Linked DNA regions of Pan troglodytes: region 2 is linked to region 1. The links are chromatin contacts, called in public Hi-C maps. All regions are on one chromosome and are shown on one strand. Each heading gives the region's core, a stretch centred on a gene start, on an enhancer-like site or on the middle of the called end of the contact. The rest is flanking DNA. Distances are from core to core; before and after follow the strand shown. Region 1 has its middle 210 kb from the start of SP3. Region 2 holds the start of SP9 (Sp9 transcription factor).

Region 1 (7,494 bases), core at 1,544-4,043:
GTACTCAATTAATTCTTTATTAAGGGCGTTGTAAAATCTAAGTGATTGTTCCAGAGAAGTTAGGCAGTGCCAGGAAAATATTTATCACTTAGCTTAGTAATTATTTACTTAGAAAAAGTTCAAAAAAGGCCGGGCGCAGTGGCTCACACCTGTAATCCCAGCACTTTGGGAGACCAAGGTGGGCGGATCACGAGGTCAGGAGTTCGAGACCAGCCAGGCCAACATGGTGAAACCCTGCCTCTACTAAAAATACAAAAATTTAGCAAAAATTTAGCCGGGCATGGTGGGTGCCTGTAATCCCGGCTACTCAAGAGGCTGAGGCAGGAGAATTGCTTGAACCCAGGAGGTGGAGGTTGCAGTGATCTTAGATCAAGCCATTGCACTCCAGCCCAGGCGACAGTGGGAGACTCTGTCAAAAAAAAAAAAAAAAAGAAAAGAAAAGAAAAGAAAAAAGAAAAAGTTCTAAAAGTTAAAAAAAAAAAACTCCAGGCTGGAGCAAGCTGGCAGCCTCTGCCAAGGCAGGCATTCATCTTTTGCCTGTTGGGTTGGGGGCTACCTGGAGGGTCTCAGGGAGTGGCCTGAGGGGGCCACACGGGGGCCTTGGGGGAAGGACTTGCTTCTGACAGGTGAGCAAATATTTCAGTATTGTAACTAGCATAGCTATGCCAGTGTATATGCCAGATGAACGAGGGGCCTAAATAGATAGGTCACATTTGGCTGTTTCATTAAAGATCCCCCGATGTCCTCCACATTCTTAGGCATGAGATCATGGGTTCCCCGGAACACAGACTACTGGGGGCTTTGCCCACTGGAGAGATTACTGAAGAAACTAAATGCACACATAAGCCACTTTCCTTAGATATGTTATCTGAGCAAACATAAAACAATCTTAAAAATCATAATATACTCTACAGATTCTTGACTCTCCAGCTAGCACTGAATAAATGTTCATTTTTTCAGCCTAATTGTTTTCAGACCACTAACTAGAATTACAGCATGAAAAGGCCGCTGTCATGTTCAGTATACATTTTTAATAGACATCTTTAAACATTTAGACAAAATATTATTTTTAAATGGCAATTCTTTAACTGGTAAATGTAATTATCTAACTTTATAAAGAAAAAAAAACCTGACAATCAAAATATTCTGTCACTGCTTTACCGAAACACCTAAAATATCTTTTCAGCAAATGAAATGATTCTTTATTTTACGCTTTTAAAAATGCATTAGAATAATTGCTCTGCAACAAATCACCCTCTCTGCTCCGAGCTTGGCTGCCACATTCCTCTCATGTCCATCAATTGTGCACATTGTCATGATACCCTGATGATCACCAGGGGTGAGTCCCCCTAACAGTATGTTTATAAGAGTATTCAGTTGAGCAATCTGCAAAATAATTGTATTTCAATGGAGATATTATACTGTGAAAAAAATCTATTACATGTCAAGTGCCAGATGAAGCAGTTATAGAACCAAGACACATTTATTGGTGCTGTTAATCAACGCAAATAACTTTGCAAGCTGATCATTCCATTGTTTTCTTGTGATTTTAATTTGCTTCTTTAATAACAGAAATATACTTTTCAACTAACAGTCATCACTTGACTTCTGAATGAACAAAACACTAGATTTTTTTTTAATATTCTGGGTCATATCTCTGTATGATTGGAATCTGTTTTCCCAAAGTCCTAGGGCAAAAAAAAAAAGTACAGAAGGTAGTGTCCTTACAAAGGTTGTCCAGAAGTCCACATTTTCCTTAAGTCCAAAGAGAGACTAAGGGACCCTTAACCCCATCTACTGGTGGCAGAAGAGTTGAGGAATTTTTGCTCCAGTGCATTTTATGTGTTCCTCTGTAAAGTTTAATGTTCAAGCAGGTTCTTTGCAGCCTTTGTATTAAATACAACGTGCTTTCTTTCAGCATGTGGGTCATCACCACCACAATGGAGGGTGCTGTAAACTACCTTTCGGGACTAAATTTCAAAACGTACATTTGTATTTCCAGAAAATGTTGAGTATATAAAGCAATCACTCTTTTAAACCTGAACACGTAATAGAAAGCCATAGACTTTCACCGTGACTTGCGATGACCTTGGCAAACCTGACTATGAGCTCTTTGACCTACAATATTGATGAATTCCTCAGGAGAACAATAGCTCACATTTCCTGAAGGCTGAGTGTGTGCCGGCTTCTGCTTTAAGTGCTCTATAAGCATTCACTCCCATCATATAACAATCCTTTGAGATAAGTCCTATGGTTATCCCAATTTCCTGATGAGGAAACTAAGACGACAGAGATTACGACAACTTGCCCAGTCACCCGAACAATTTCCTGAGGTGTCCCCGCTAGATGCTCAACAGTTGTTTGCTGACAGCAACAAACCTGCTTAAGAGAATCTTCTTGTACCAAAAAAAAAAAAACAAAAAACATTTTAAGGTCTTGTCCATGTCTCCACTGCCCACCCAATCTGAATGATGGTTAAAGTCACTTGCTTGGGAAAGTCCAGCATATCATGAAGTTATAGGGAGCTGGAGCTCCCGGGGTCTCTGGGCATCCTTTGTTCTATAGCTCAACAAGCCCTAGCCCTCGGGAAAGTTTTGAATAGCATCCCTTCCTCTTTCTGCCTTTAATCTTATTTGCAGAAAAAATCCATTTGAAATCCCATCCAAACCTCACAGTAGGATTTCCCTTTTAAATATCTGCCTGCCTGTTTTCCAAGCAGGAAGTGTGGCTAATCACAACATTGTGATTGGAAGAGCCCATAGAGGGCTCTCAGCGCCTGTGCTTAGCTCTGGTTACATTCCGCGTTCCTTGAGGCTCAAGCAAGTGAGGTCTGCCACCAGGAGGGTGCTTCATCTCCACTGTGCCCCCAAACCTGGCCCCGCAGGGCATAGAGAGGAAAGAGGGGTGTCCTGGCTCTGGCCACCCCAGGTTACAGCCTCGGACTCCGCCGTTAGCCATACCCTCTCCACCTCCTGCTCCCAGCCTGCAGCCACGCAGCTCTGCCCACTCATTATCATTAAGCCTGAGCCATCTGAAAGGGACTAATTATCACAGCCCCAGCCCACAGTGCAGTGCAGATCTTGGAAAGGACAGTGCTGACAAGAAGCCTTTCCAGAACAAAGAAAGTCAAACAGATGCTAGACCCCGAGGAACAGCCACCTTATGAGTGGTAGAGGGGTGTGTGTGTGTGTACATGTGTGAGAGAGTGTGTGTATGTGACAGAAAGAACAGGTGTGAGTGTGTCTGTGAGAGACCATGTGTGAGAGTGTGTATGTGTGAGTGTGAATAGTGTGCGAGAACATGTGTGAGGGGGGTGTGTGTGAGACAGAACTTGTGTGAGTGTGTGTGTGAGAGAGTGTGAGTGTGTGTGAGAAAACGTGTGAAAGTGTGTGTGAGTGTGAGAAAGCATGTGTGCATGTGTAAGACAGGCAGCGGGTATGTGTATGTACACACACCGTGCACAGTATGTGAGCCTGTGGATGCATTAAGTCTGGAGAGGAGGAGGTTTTTTGCTGGAGAAATCATTGAAGTTTAGATCAGGAAGTGTCTTGGATCTCAAGAACTGTCTCAGGATCCCAAGAGTTGTGTCTCTTTATAACTATAATATTGAGCACTGATTATGTGCCAGACTGTAGAAAGTATTTCACATGAATCCCAGCATACACCCTATGAACTATGTATACTATTATCTCCACTTTACAGATGAGGAAACAGAGACTCAGAGAGGTTAGGTCATTTCCTCAGTGTCACACAGCTAATAAATGATGGAGCTAAGGGTTGAATCGAGCAGTCTGATGACAGAGTAGTGCTCTAAACGCAATGTTAATGCTTCATCTTATTCCTAATATTAAAGATGCTGGGTGCACTAATTACCACCATTTTCACCCCTGGATCCGAATATTCACACCCATTTTCACAACAGCACAGGGTCTGGGCCAGAGGTTCTTAGATGTTGGTGAACATAAAACCACTTGGGGAGCTTGTTGGAACACAGAGTCTCGGCTACATCTCGGTGATTCTGATTCCTTTTGTCTGAGGACCTAGGAATGTGCGTCTTCGACAAGCATTCCAGCCTGCAGTGAACTGCAGTGCTGAGATCACAGAGGTGTCTCTATCCTTGTTGAACACAACATCTCCCCGCCTCACCATTTCCAGCACTCTCTTGCTAGGGTCAGTGATGTGAAAGCACAAGACCAAAGCGGAGAGGTTGTCTTTTCCTCCAAGAAATTTGTTTTTACGATCCTAAAATTGAGGGAAAAAATAATCTATTTCATAGACTCCCTAAATATACCAAAAATAAAAAGCGAGCCAATTTATTTCAAGAGACTTTAAGTTCTGTGAGAGCAGGCATGGTGCCTGGCACTTACTAGCCATGCAATTCAATATGTGTGAAATATCTGGAGATTCTATGAGTATGTGTGTAGTATTCGGAGATCCTATGAATGAATGCAGAACAAAACCAATCTACTCAGAATTTTTGGCATTTCTACTAATAAAGAAACTTGAAATCTTTAAAGCAGAGCTTCTCAATCACACTATTGATATTTTGGGCCTGATCATTCTTCATTGTGAGGATCTTCTGTGCATTGCAGGATGTTGAGCAGCATCCCTGGCCTCTACCCACTAGGTGCCAGTAGCAATCCCTCCCTGCCCAAAGTCAAGGCAACCTAAAATACCTCCAGGTGTTGCCCCATTTCACTGGGTGGCAAAATCACCCCTGGCTGAGAACCACTCTTGTAAATAAAGCAAAAGTATTGAATATTTAATTCAGCTTCAAAAATTTCTGATACTTTCAGATATTATGTCCACTAACTAACATTCTAGCCTTCCCCCAAAGAAGTTTTTTTTTTTTTTTTAATGGTCATAGAATTTCAGAAAACTTTGCATCTCTTTTCAGGAAACTTTTCTAACATGCTTTTGAAAAGAGATTAAAAGGGATAAAAAATCTCAAATTACAGAATACCAGGAATAGAATGCGTATCGTAAGAGTTTTTAGAGAGGAAAAAAATACAGTATATATAAAAGAAAAGAAATTGGAATAATATAGGACTTCTTCTAGATGCTAGAAGACGTGCACAAATATTTTCAAAATTCTGAGGTAAAGTTATTTTCCATCTAGAATTGTATACTCAGTCCAATATTCAATCAAATATGAGATCTGAATAAATTTATACTTGGACATGCAAATAATCAAAAAATTTACCTCCGGCCAGGCACAGTGGCTCATGCCTGTAATCCCAGCACTTTGGGAGGCCAAGGCAGGTGATCACAAGGTTGAGACCAGCCTGGCCAATATGGCGAAACCTCGTCTCTACTAAAAATACAAAAATTAGCCAGGCATAGTGGCAGGTGCCTGTAGTCCCAGCTACTCGGAAGGCTGAGGCAGAAGAATCGCTTGAACCCGGGAGGTGGAGGTTGCAGTGAGCCAAGATTGAGACACTGCCCTCCACCCTGGGTGACAGAGCGAGACTCCGTCTAAAAAAAAAAAATTACTTCCATATGCCCTTTCTTACAAAGCTCCTGAAAGATATCCTTCAACAAATGGAGAGATTCAACCAAAAAGAAACGTGAGCTCCAGGGAAGAGGATATCTGACATGGACAGAGGATGTAGACGTCCCCCACACCCAAAGAGCAACCCCCGTCCAAATCTGAGAGAGGGTGAGGACTCTGCGACAGGAGTCTGTGGGAGGAAAAATAGAGATGATCGAGTGTTTACAACTGGACAAATCATTGATAGACATTGATTGACAGATGTGTTAGTAAATTTGGAGAAATGGTAATGATATGTATTTAGAACTGAGCAAGTGAAAAAGGGCAATTATTTACTTCAGAAATAATTGAGGAAAATAATTCAGAAATAAATGAGGAAAAATGATTATGTTACACATTTTGACTGGGCAGTGAACAAGATTTGCACAGTCATAGCAATGTAAACACTGACTTTTTTTTTGAGACATTCTCATTCTGTCACCCAGACAAGAGTGCAGCAGCACGATCTCAGCTCACTGCAACCTCAACCTCACAGGTTCAAGCAATGCTCATGCCTCAGCCTCCCGAATAGCTGGGACTACAGCCGCCGACCACCATGCCCGGCTAACTTTTGTATTTTTTGTAGAGACAGGGTTTCGCTGTGTTGGCCAGGCTGGTCTCGAACTCCTGGCCTCAAGTGATCCACCCACCTTGGCCTCCCAGAGTGCTGGGATTACAGGTGTGAGCCACTGCACCCAGGAACACTGACTATTAATTGAATTAAAATCATGATTAAGTATATACTATGGCTTGAATGCGTCCATTCCAAATTCACGTTGAAACTTATCACCACTGTGGTGTTATGAAGAGGTGAGGCCTTTTGAGAAGTGATTAAGTCATGAGGCCCTTGTGAATGGACTAGTGCCTTATAAAAGGGCTGGAGGGAACTAGCTTAGGCCCTTTTCTGCTCCTTCTCTCTTCCACCGTGTGAAGACACCTAGACAGCATCCTCTATGAGGAACAGCCCCTAAACCTGCTGGCACTTTGATCTTGAATTTCCCAGCCTCCAGAACTGTGAGAAATAAATCTCTATTGTTTATGAATTACCCTGTCTCAGGTACTTTGTTCTAGTAGACCAGCTAAGACAAAATATCCAAAGAATGTTGGTAAGAGAAGAGGGAGGGGGGTAAGAGAGCTAAATTATTACCTAACACACAAAAAGTCCATAGAGAAGGACTAAAGCATGAAGTCACGTATGTGCATATTTTTTGGAAACAGTATGTGCCAGTCAATGCCAGAAGAAAGGATTAAGAGAGTTGAAAGTGGTTGCCTCTGGAGAAAAAGACTCAAAATGGGGGGAGGGGAGTGAAGGACCACTGCTGTTTGTTAGAAGCTTTTTTCTCCCTGATTGTTTAACTGTGTGCACGTGTTACCTTCGTAAAAGCAAAGGCCATCTTAGAGATCTAATAAATGACAAACTGTATAGACATGACTCTGGTACCTGGAGCACAGTGAGTGCACTGACACCAGTAGCTGGGAGGACTATTATTACGGATGCCCCAGTGGCACTTGCCATGTGCCTGCTCCTGCCATCCAGTGAATGGCTCCCTCTCTCCTGCTCCCTCTGTCCATGCAGAACCGAGTGTTCTTATTAGGAACAACATCGGTGCATTGTTTGTGGGGCTTTCTCTCCATTTTCACTTCCATCACCTACTAGCCTTCTTGCCGCCATTTGCTTCAGGGCTTTCCTGCCCCTCTGCCTGGAACGCCTGCCTCCCTGATGCTGCCTCCCAGACATGCTTATCTCTTCCCTCTTCAGCCTCTCTTGACATTTTCTCCTAGCAGAGGCCTTCCCTTGCCATCCCATCTAAAAATAGCAATTTCAACCCTCTACTCTCTCCCCTTGCCCTACTTTATTTCATTTCTAGCACTTATCACTGCCTGAAATATCTGTTTACCTGCCAACTCCCTCTTTCTCAATTGATTATAAACTCCAAGAGGCAAGGACTTTGACTTTGCTGATA
Region 2 (7,494 bases), core at 2,146-4,645, 580 kb after region 1:
TCAGATCAAAGCTCCCGGGAGAGGCAAGATGGGAGAAACAATATTTGTTCAAAGGAAGTGAACTCTTCCCTTTAATTACCCTATTCTTCTTTATTAGGAATCGTATTGAATTTTTTTGCAAAAAAATTATGTTGATTTAACCATAGTGTATTTATGATGTAAATATATTCCAAGATGAAAACGTCACGGATCAATTGTAAAGGACCCGGATACATAATTTTAAAAAATCAGTTTCAGTGTATATGAGGTTCTCACCCCACTTTCGCTGCTCAGTCAGATTTGTTTATGCAGAATCGACATTTAATAGTGCTAATTGCACTCCAGTTAAATTGCCCTGATTGCAGAAAGGGAAGCAATTTTCGTGCTCTCTGTCTGGGTTTGGAAGAAATTGTTTTATATTCACCTCTTTATAAAGAAGTGGAGATAAGGCACCGGGGCCTTTGCACAAATTGCACTTAGGGGCTGACTGGCAGCATTCAGGCGCTATAATAGAGCATTATTTGGCCGTTTTGAATAATGTAAAGCGTTTGCTGAAAGCTATTCTCCTGAAAATTGCTTTAACTTTTAAAAGGGTGATGATTCACTCCAAACCAGGCCTTTGTTACATTGTCATTATTTCTCCAAATGTTTTAACAGTCAGCTCAACACTTTAGCATAACACATTGATCTTTGTTTAAAAACTAGATTTTTTTAGAGGATGAAAAAAATCTGTCAGACGAAAAAAATCTGGACTTCCTCCGAAAGATTTCCTTGGGGCCCCACCTTAGAGTTGAAGTGGCCCGGGTGTTTGCCTGCGTTCGTTTGGAAGATTTTTCTAACTTTTATTGTGATGCAGACGCGTATATCTAAAGGAATATGCGAGTGCCCACGTCTAGAGTCTGACAGCTGGAACTACGGGGAAAACGGCGGGAGGGGGAGGGGAGGGGATCCGAGGGGAGGAGGAGAAGAGGAAGGCGAGCAGGGCGCCGGAGCCCGAGGTGTCTGCGAGAACTGTTTTAAATGGTTGGCTTGAAAATGTCACTAGTGCTAAGTGGCTTTTCGGATTGTCTTATTTATTACTTTGTCAGCTTTCCTTAAGGAGAGGGTGTGTTGGGGGTGGGGGAGGAGGTGGACGGGGGAAACCTCTGCGTTTCTCCTCCCCGGCTGCACAGGGTGAGTCGGAAACGCCTCGCTGCCACTTAACAATCCCTCTATTAGTAAATCTACGCGGAGACTCTATGGGAAGCCGAGAACCAGTGTCTTCTTCCAGGGCAGAAGTCACCTGTTGGGAACGGCCCCCGGGTCCCCCTGCTGGGCTTTCCGGCTCTTCTAGGCGGCCTGATTTCTCCTCAGCCCTCCACCCAGCGTCCCTCAGGGACTTTTCACACCTCCCCACCCCCATTTCCACTACAGTCTCCCAGGGCACAGCACTTCATTGACAGCCACACGAGCCTTCTCGTTCTCTTCTCCTCTGTCCCTTCTCTTTCTCTGTCATAATTTCCTTGGTGCTTTCGCCACCTTAAACAAAAAAGAGAAAAAAATAAAATAAAAAAAAAACCATTCTGAGCCAAAGTATTTTAAGATGAATCCAAGAAAGCGACCCACATAGCCCTCCCCACCCACGGAGTGCGCCAAGACGCACCCAGGCTCCATCACAGGGCCGATAGCAGCGCCACTCTGGTCGTACTTTTGGGTCAAGAGATCTTGCAAAAGAGGAGAGAAAACACGGGAGGCACAGTTCCACATCCTTGTCACTTGCACCGGCTCCGCGACAACTCGTCGTTTGCACCCGAGGGTTTGGGGTTGGTAGTTTAATTTTTTTTTTTTTCTAAGAAGCAGGGTGTGGGTTTAGTGGGGAGTGTGCTATATTAAAACCAGTGCCCAGGTCTGCCCGAGGGCGATGGTATTTCTGGTTCAAAAACAGCTTCTGGCTACCCTAGAGAAGAAAGAGAAAGCGGGGCCCAGAAAGAGAAAAACAAGCAGGTCAGCGGTTGCTGGGGGACTCGAAGACGCACCCTGGTCTGTTTGAGGACCCCTCTTTTCACACTGACAAGGTCCAGGGAGGACTTCAGGATGCTTCCAGCCTGCAAAATGTGGAAGCGCCCACGTGTGGCCTGGTCCTCCGCCCTCCCGGGTGAAAGTCCTGGAGAGATTTCTCGGGCGCGTCCGTGAAAGCAGGGCACTAATGGGGAGCCTACCTCTTAAAACAGCGCACTTGCCCTACGGACGAGCCTCTAGGCCCTGGTGGTCTGGAATGGGAGTGGGTTGGAGCTGGGACAAGAAAACTCCACTCCAGGATGAAACGCGACATGCAAATCTTCACCGGGTTAAACAAACAGCCGAGCAAGCTGCAGCTTCAGCGGAGGTGGAGGTGGGGGCGGACGCCGCTCGCGCCGGTCTCTGTTTCCAAAGTTGTTACAGTGAGAAAATAAGCGGCTTCGTGCAGCGTGTTGTATGGGCTGATGCCTCCCACCCCCATGCCAGCCCCCAGCAAAACCCGGCAGATAATCAGCACATCCCACTGTTTAGTCATATTTGACAACTGGGTTAACCTGGTATCTAAGCGCTGGCGAAACCGTACAAAGGGTGCCCTCAATTACCACCAGAAGCCTCTAGCGTGAGTGGCACTTGTATTACCCCCCGGGTCAGAGGCCAGAGCGACAATTAGGAAGTCACTTACACCGCTGGGGGGAAATGGCGGGATGCAGCAGGCTCCAGGCCCTCCCAACAAATCTGTGGATGTAGATCTGTACAGAGAGGCCTATTTCGCTCCTCTCGGAGGAGCTGTCCCTTCGCGCCCCCTCCCCAGTATAACTGTGAGAGTGAAATTGAATCTAGTGGAATAAGGAATTGGGTAGAAGACACACGAAAATGATAAAAATCACAAGCAAGAATGATAGATACAAGCTGAAGTTGTGTTCTGTAGGCAAAAGCCTGGACACACAAAGTGAGGGCTGACATTTCCGTCTCCACTTGGGCCCTGCTGGTGCGGGCTGTGTCTGGGTGTCTCCTCCCCTCCTGCCTCCTTTCCTACAAGTGGGGAGTCGAGTAGCACTGTCAGCCCTAACTTGCAACATCTCGGGGTGGTTTGTGTGTGGGGGGGTGCTTGTGGCTCGGTTTCATTGGTACTTAAACCTGGCTTGGTGCGTGAGTGTAAATTTTTAATTGCACTGTAATTTCTTCAGCCCCCAGCCCGCCCTCGCCCCCCGCCCCCCCGCAAGTATCCCCCACTACTCCCCCCCACCCCCGCGGCCCTAGCTAGCCGACTTGACTGGCACGCGCCGGGAGCCCGGGCTCGGGCCCCTCGGAGCGTCTGATTGGCTGCGGGGCAGCTCCCGTCTGCTCTGCCTGCGCCCTCATTGGGCGAGAGGCGCAGCCAGCGGCACTTCAAAGCGGGTGCTCCTCGCACTTAGGCTGAGTTTAGCCGGCGGGAGCCTGGAGTCCGCTCGGCACGAGCGCGGGGACGCGGGAGCCGCGCGGGAGCCAAGCAGTTTTTCCGAGCAGCCGCCAGGCTCAGCCCCGCTCCCAGCCTCGCTGCGCAGCCAGAGACCTGCTATGGCCACGTCTATACTCGGGGTAAGTCGCAAGCGCGGCAACGCATTTGCTTGTTTTAACCGGAGTAATTTTTCGTTATGGCTTCTGGGGTCTGCGGCTCCGGAGAAACTGTTGCTGCTAGACTGCAGCTTCAGCTTCTATTAGCACTTTCCACATTTCTGGGACTGATTTTTCCCCAAGTTTTTGGAACCCAGCAAGATGCCTTTGCAAGAAAAGGCCTTCTTAATCAAGTCCTTTTTCATTTGGTTTCAAAAAAAAGCTAGAGGTTTCTTTTCTTCCCCTCGTGATTTATACCCCATCCCCCGCCTTGCTTTGGGGATTTTGTTGCAATTATGCGACAGTGGTGTTTCCAGAAAACAGTCTTAATCGTTTTGCAGTCCATCTAGTCACGCTAATAAACATTTACATTTCCGCGGCTCCCCAATTCGCCCATGACTTTGAAATCTGTCTCTGGCCGCTTATCCTCGGATTATTGTTTTCATAATCGCTGTTTTTGTGTGTATGTAAACTTTAAAACCAAACGTTTTCTATTAAAAAAGAAAAGTCAAGTCGTAGCCACCCTGGGAGTGCTGCAAGTTTCGCCCGTCCCTGGCTGCTGTTTCGGCCGCCTCCGCCCTCACCCGGTGTTTGTTGTCTCTGGTCTCTGTGTTTACCTTCGCGCTTCACCCCGAAGGGCGACTTGGGGTCTTCTGGGAGAGGAGCCGGTTTACGGCGACAACCCAAGTCCGGTTGTAGGCAGGGTTGCAGCGGGGAACACGGAGGCATCTTTGATTTATAGCCTCAGCGAAGTGCAACTTTCCGGCGCCTGGACCTTCGCCCCGGTGATCGCCCCTGCTCCGCGCCCGGTGCGGCGACTCCTCCGCGGGCGCGTGGGGAGGAGGCGCGAGGCGGGGAGCCAGGACCCCCCGGGAGCAGCCGCAGGGGACGAGGCTGCTCACGGGTGCACTTTGTTTCTTCCCCCACTTCCTCTTGCCCTCCTCCTTCTTGCTCCCTCCCCCATCCCACCCACTCTAGGAAGAGCCGCGCTTCGGAACGACCCCGTTGGCCATGCTGGCGGCGACCTGCAACAAGATCGGCAACACGAGCCCGCTGACGACGCTGCCAGAGTCGAGCGCCTTCGCCAAAGGCGGCTTTCACCCCTGGAAGCGCTCCTCGTCCAGCTGCAACCTCGGCTCCAGCCTCTCGGGCTTCGCGGTGGCCACCGGGGGCCGTGGCTCGGGCGGCCTGGCGGGCGGCTCGGGCGCCGCCAACAGCGCCTTCTGCCTGGCCTCCACGTCGCCCACGTCGTCCGCCTTCAGCAGCGACTACGGCGGCCTCTTCTCCAACTCGGCGGCTGCCGCGGCGGCAGCGGCCGGGGTGTCCCCGCAGGAGGCGGGTGGCCAGTCGGCCTTCATTTCCAAGGTGCACACGACGGCAGCCGACGGCCTGTACCCGCGCGTGGGCATGGCGCACCCGTACGAGTCCTGGTACAAGTCGGGCTTCCATTCGACGCTGGCGGCCGGCGAGGTGACCAACGGCGCGGCGTCGTCGTGGTGGGACGTGCACAGCAGCCCGGGCTCGTGGCTGGAAGTGCAGAACCCCACTGGGGGGCTCCAGAGCTCGCTGCACTCGGGCGCCCCCCAGGCCTCGCTGCACTCGCAGCTGGGCACCTACAACCCCGACTTCAGCTCGCTCACGCACTCGGCCTTCAGCTCCACGGGCCTCGGCTCCTCCGCCGCCGCCGCCTCCCACCTGCTCTCCACCAGCCAGCACCTGCTGGCCCAGGACGGCTTCAAGCCGGTGTTGCCCTCCTATTCGGACTCCAGCGCCGCCGTGGCAGCCGCCGCCGCCAGCGCCATGATATCGGGCGCCGCGGCTGCCGCCGCCGGGGGGAGCTCGGCACGCTCTGCCCGCCGCTACTCGGGCCGCGCCACCTGCGACTGCCCCAACTGCCAGGAGGCGGAGCGGCTGGGCCCGGCCGGGGCGAGCCTGCGGCGCAAGGGCCTGCACAGCTGCCACATTCCGGGCTGCGGCAAGGTGTACGGGAAGACGTCGCACCTGAAGGCGCACCTGCGCTGGCACACGGGCGAGCGGCCCTTCGTGTGCAACTGGCTCTTCTGCGGCAAGCGCTTCACGCGCTCGGACGAGCTGCAGCGGCATCTGCGGACTCACACGGGCGAGAAGCGCTTCGCCTGTCCGGTGTGCAACAAGCGCTTCATGCGCAGCGACCACCTGAGCAAACACATTAAGACGCACAACGGGGGCGGCGGGGGCAAAAAGGGCAGCGACAGTGACACGGACGCCAGCAACCTGGAGACGCCCCGTTCCGAATCCCCCGACCTCATCCTGCATGACTCCGGCGTCAGTGCCGCCCGGGCGGCGGCAGCGGCGGCGGCGGCAGCGGCGGCGGCGGCCTCCGCGGGAGGCAAGGAAGCAGCGTCTGGCCCCAACGACTCTTAGAGGCCGGGCGAGAGGCGCGAGCACACAAGCGAGTAGAGACACCGAGAACGAACGAGAGGTTCGGAGGGCGAGCGAGCGGGGGGCGGGAGGGCAGGGGCTTCAGTGACGCCCCCAGGGCCCGGGCTGGGCGCGAGGTGGAGCCGCTCAGGGCTCCCGGGCTGCGGTTCGCCCGCTGTGCGAGGAGCTCCCCTCTGCCTTCCGCGCCCGGATAACAATCGAACGCGTGGTCCGGAAACAAAAGCGAACCATCCTCCGACACAAACACTTTAAAAACTGTACTCCCAGACGTACACATACACCGGAGACCTACAACCACAAGCACGCACACTCGCGCGCGCACACACATACCACTCGCCCAAACTTCTCGAGCGAAGAGCAATACATAGAAAGGCTCCCTCTTTGCCCACTCTCCACCTCCCTCCAACACCCGTCTCTTTCCTTTTCTCAAAAACAAGCCACCACCCAGCAAAGGACTGTCAGAACATTTGAAAACAAACGGGACCGATAAAAACACCCTTTGTTTGGATTATATTATATATAAAATGCTCCAAGTCCTGCCTGATATCTACTTACAATGAGACTTTTTTCCTAAAAAAGGAAGCATCAAAAGGCTTAAGGTGAGAAATTAAACTGGAAGTCTAGCGACAGTTTCTCTGTATTTCATAACATCTGTATAAATAGGGTTCAAAAGATTGTGTTCTCTTTTATTTTCTTGTAAATGTTCATTCGAATAGAGTTTTTTTGGGTGAATCCCTGAAATTCAGGGAGTTTTTTTTAATTTTCTGATGCACTTTGTGAAAGTCAGTATATATGTAAAAGATATTTAAAATGTTGAGTTATCATTTCACTCACAAACACGTAAGTTAAGGTCATCTAAAGAAATTAAATGCGTTTATCTGTATCAAGAAAATCTTGACATCATATTTTCATTTTGGTATTATTAAAGGACTCTGAACAATACATTTCCTTTTTTAAAAATCCTGTTTCCCCCTCAATAACCTTTTCGTGGGTCGATTTTTTTTTCGGTTGGGAAAAAATTCCCTTAATGTTAGTTGTAGGTAATGTAAAGTTTATGTGGGTTATAAAAGCCATACTACATATACGTTTTTGAGAAGTCAAAATTATTTATTTGTATATCAACAACATAAATTAAATTGGGTTGTAAGGACGTGTAGTTGTATTACTTAATGTGAAGGCTCTCAAAAGGTGACATTTTAAAACTCTGGAGCGCCTAAAAAATGCAAAGGTCCTTGGCAGCTTTAATTGGGGAGGTGCCTAAACCTCTGGGAGGGGTCAGAGAAAACTCTGGTGGGTTTGTTTGTTTTTAAAAAGTGATTTAAAAACAATCTGTGAAAGGAAAACGCTTTAAAAAAAAGAAGTCTTTTAGCTCCCAAGGCCCTGTATGTTGGAAGGCAACTCAAGGGAATAAATCGCTAGAGTCAATACCCCGGAAAAGACATTTCATGCCTAAATGAAAATCTTGTTAAATGTTATTAATTTTGACTTAGAGCACACAGCAGC

The links. Hi-C and Micro-C count contacts between places; a contact is called where the count stands out from the background.
Region 2: a Hi-C map of induced pluripotent stem cells shows a contact between it and region 1, with 1.8 times the contacts expected there. The contact joins the promoter of SP9 here to the enhancer-like site in region 1. A contact is called at or near these places in 3 of 7 Hi-C or Micro-C datasets (blood, induced pluripotent stem cells and stem cell-derived neural progenitor cells).

The regions. Positions count from the first base shown.
Region 1 is chr13:75,788,093-75,795,586 of NHGRI_mPanTro3-v2.0_pri, forward strand. No RefSeq gene overlaps it. Among named protein-coding and RNA genes, the nearest start is that of SP3, 210 kb to the right of the region's middle. Within about 2 kb of position 2,794, at least 4 of the 24 cell types and tissues checked have an H3K27ac peak or open chromatin away from gene starts, as enhancers often do. A contact at or near this core is called in induced pluripotent stem cells, where this site is marked.
Region 2 is chr13:76,371,426-76,378,919 of NHGRI_mPanTro3-v2.0_pri, forward strand. It overlaps SP9 (Sp9 transcription factor), which reads left to right and starts at 3,396. Exons shown (of 2, transcript XM_016950060.4): 1 at 3,396-3,555; 2 at 4,549-6,933. The coding sequence starts at 3,535. The coding sequence ends at 5,973.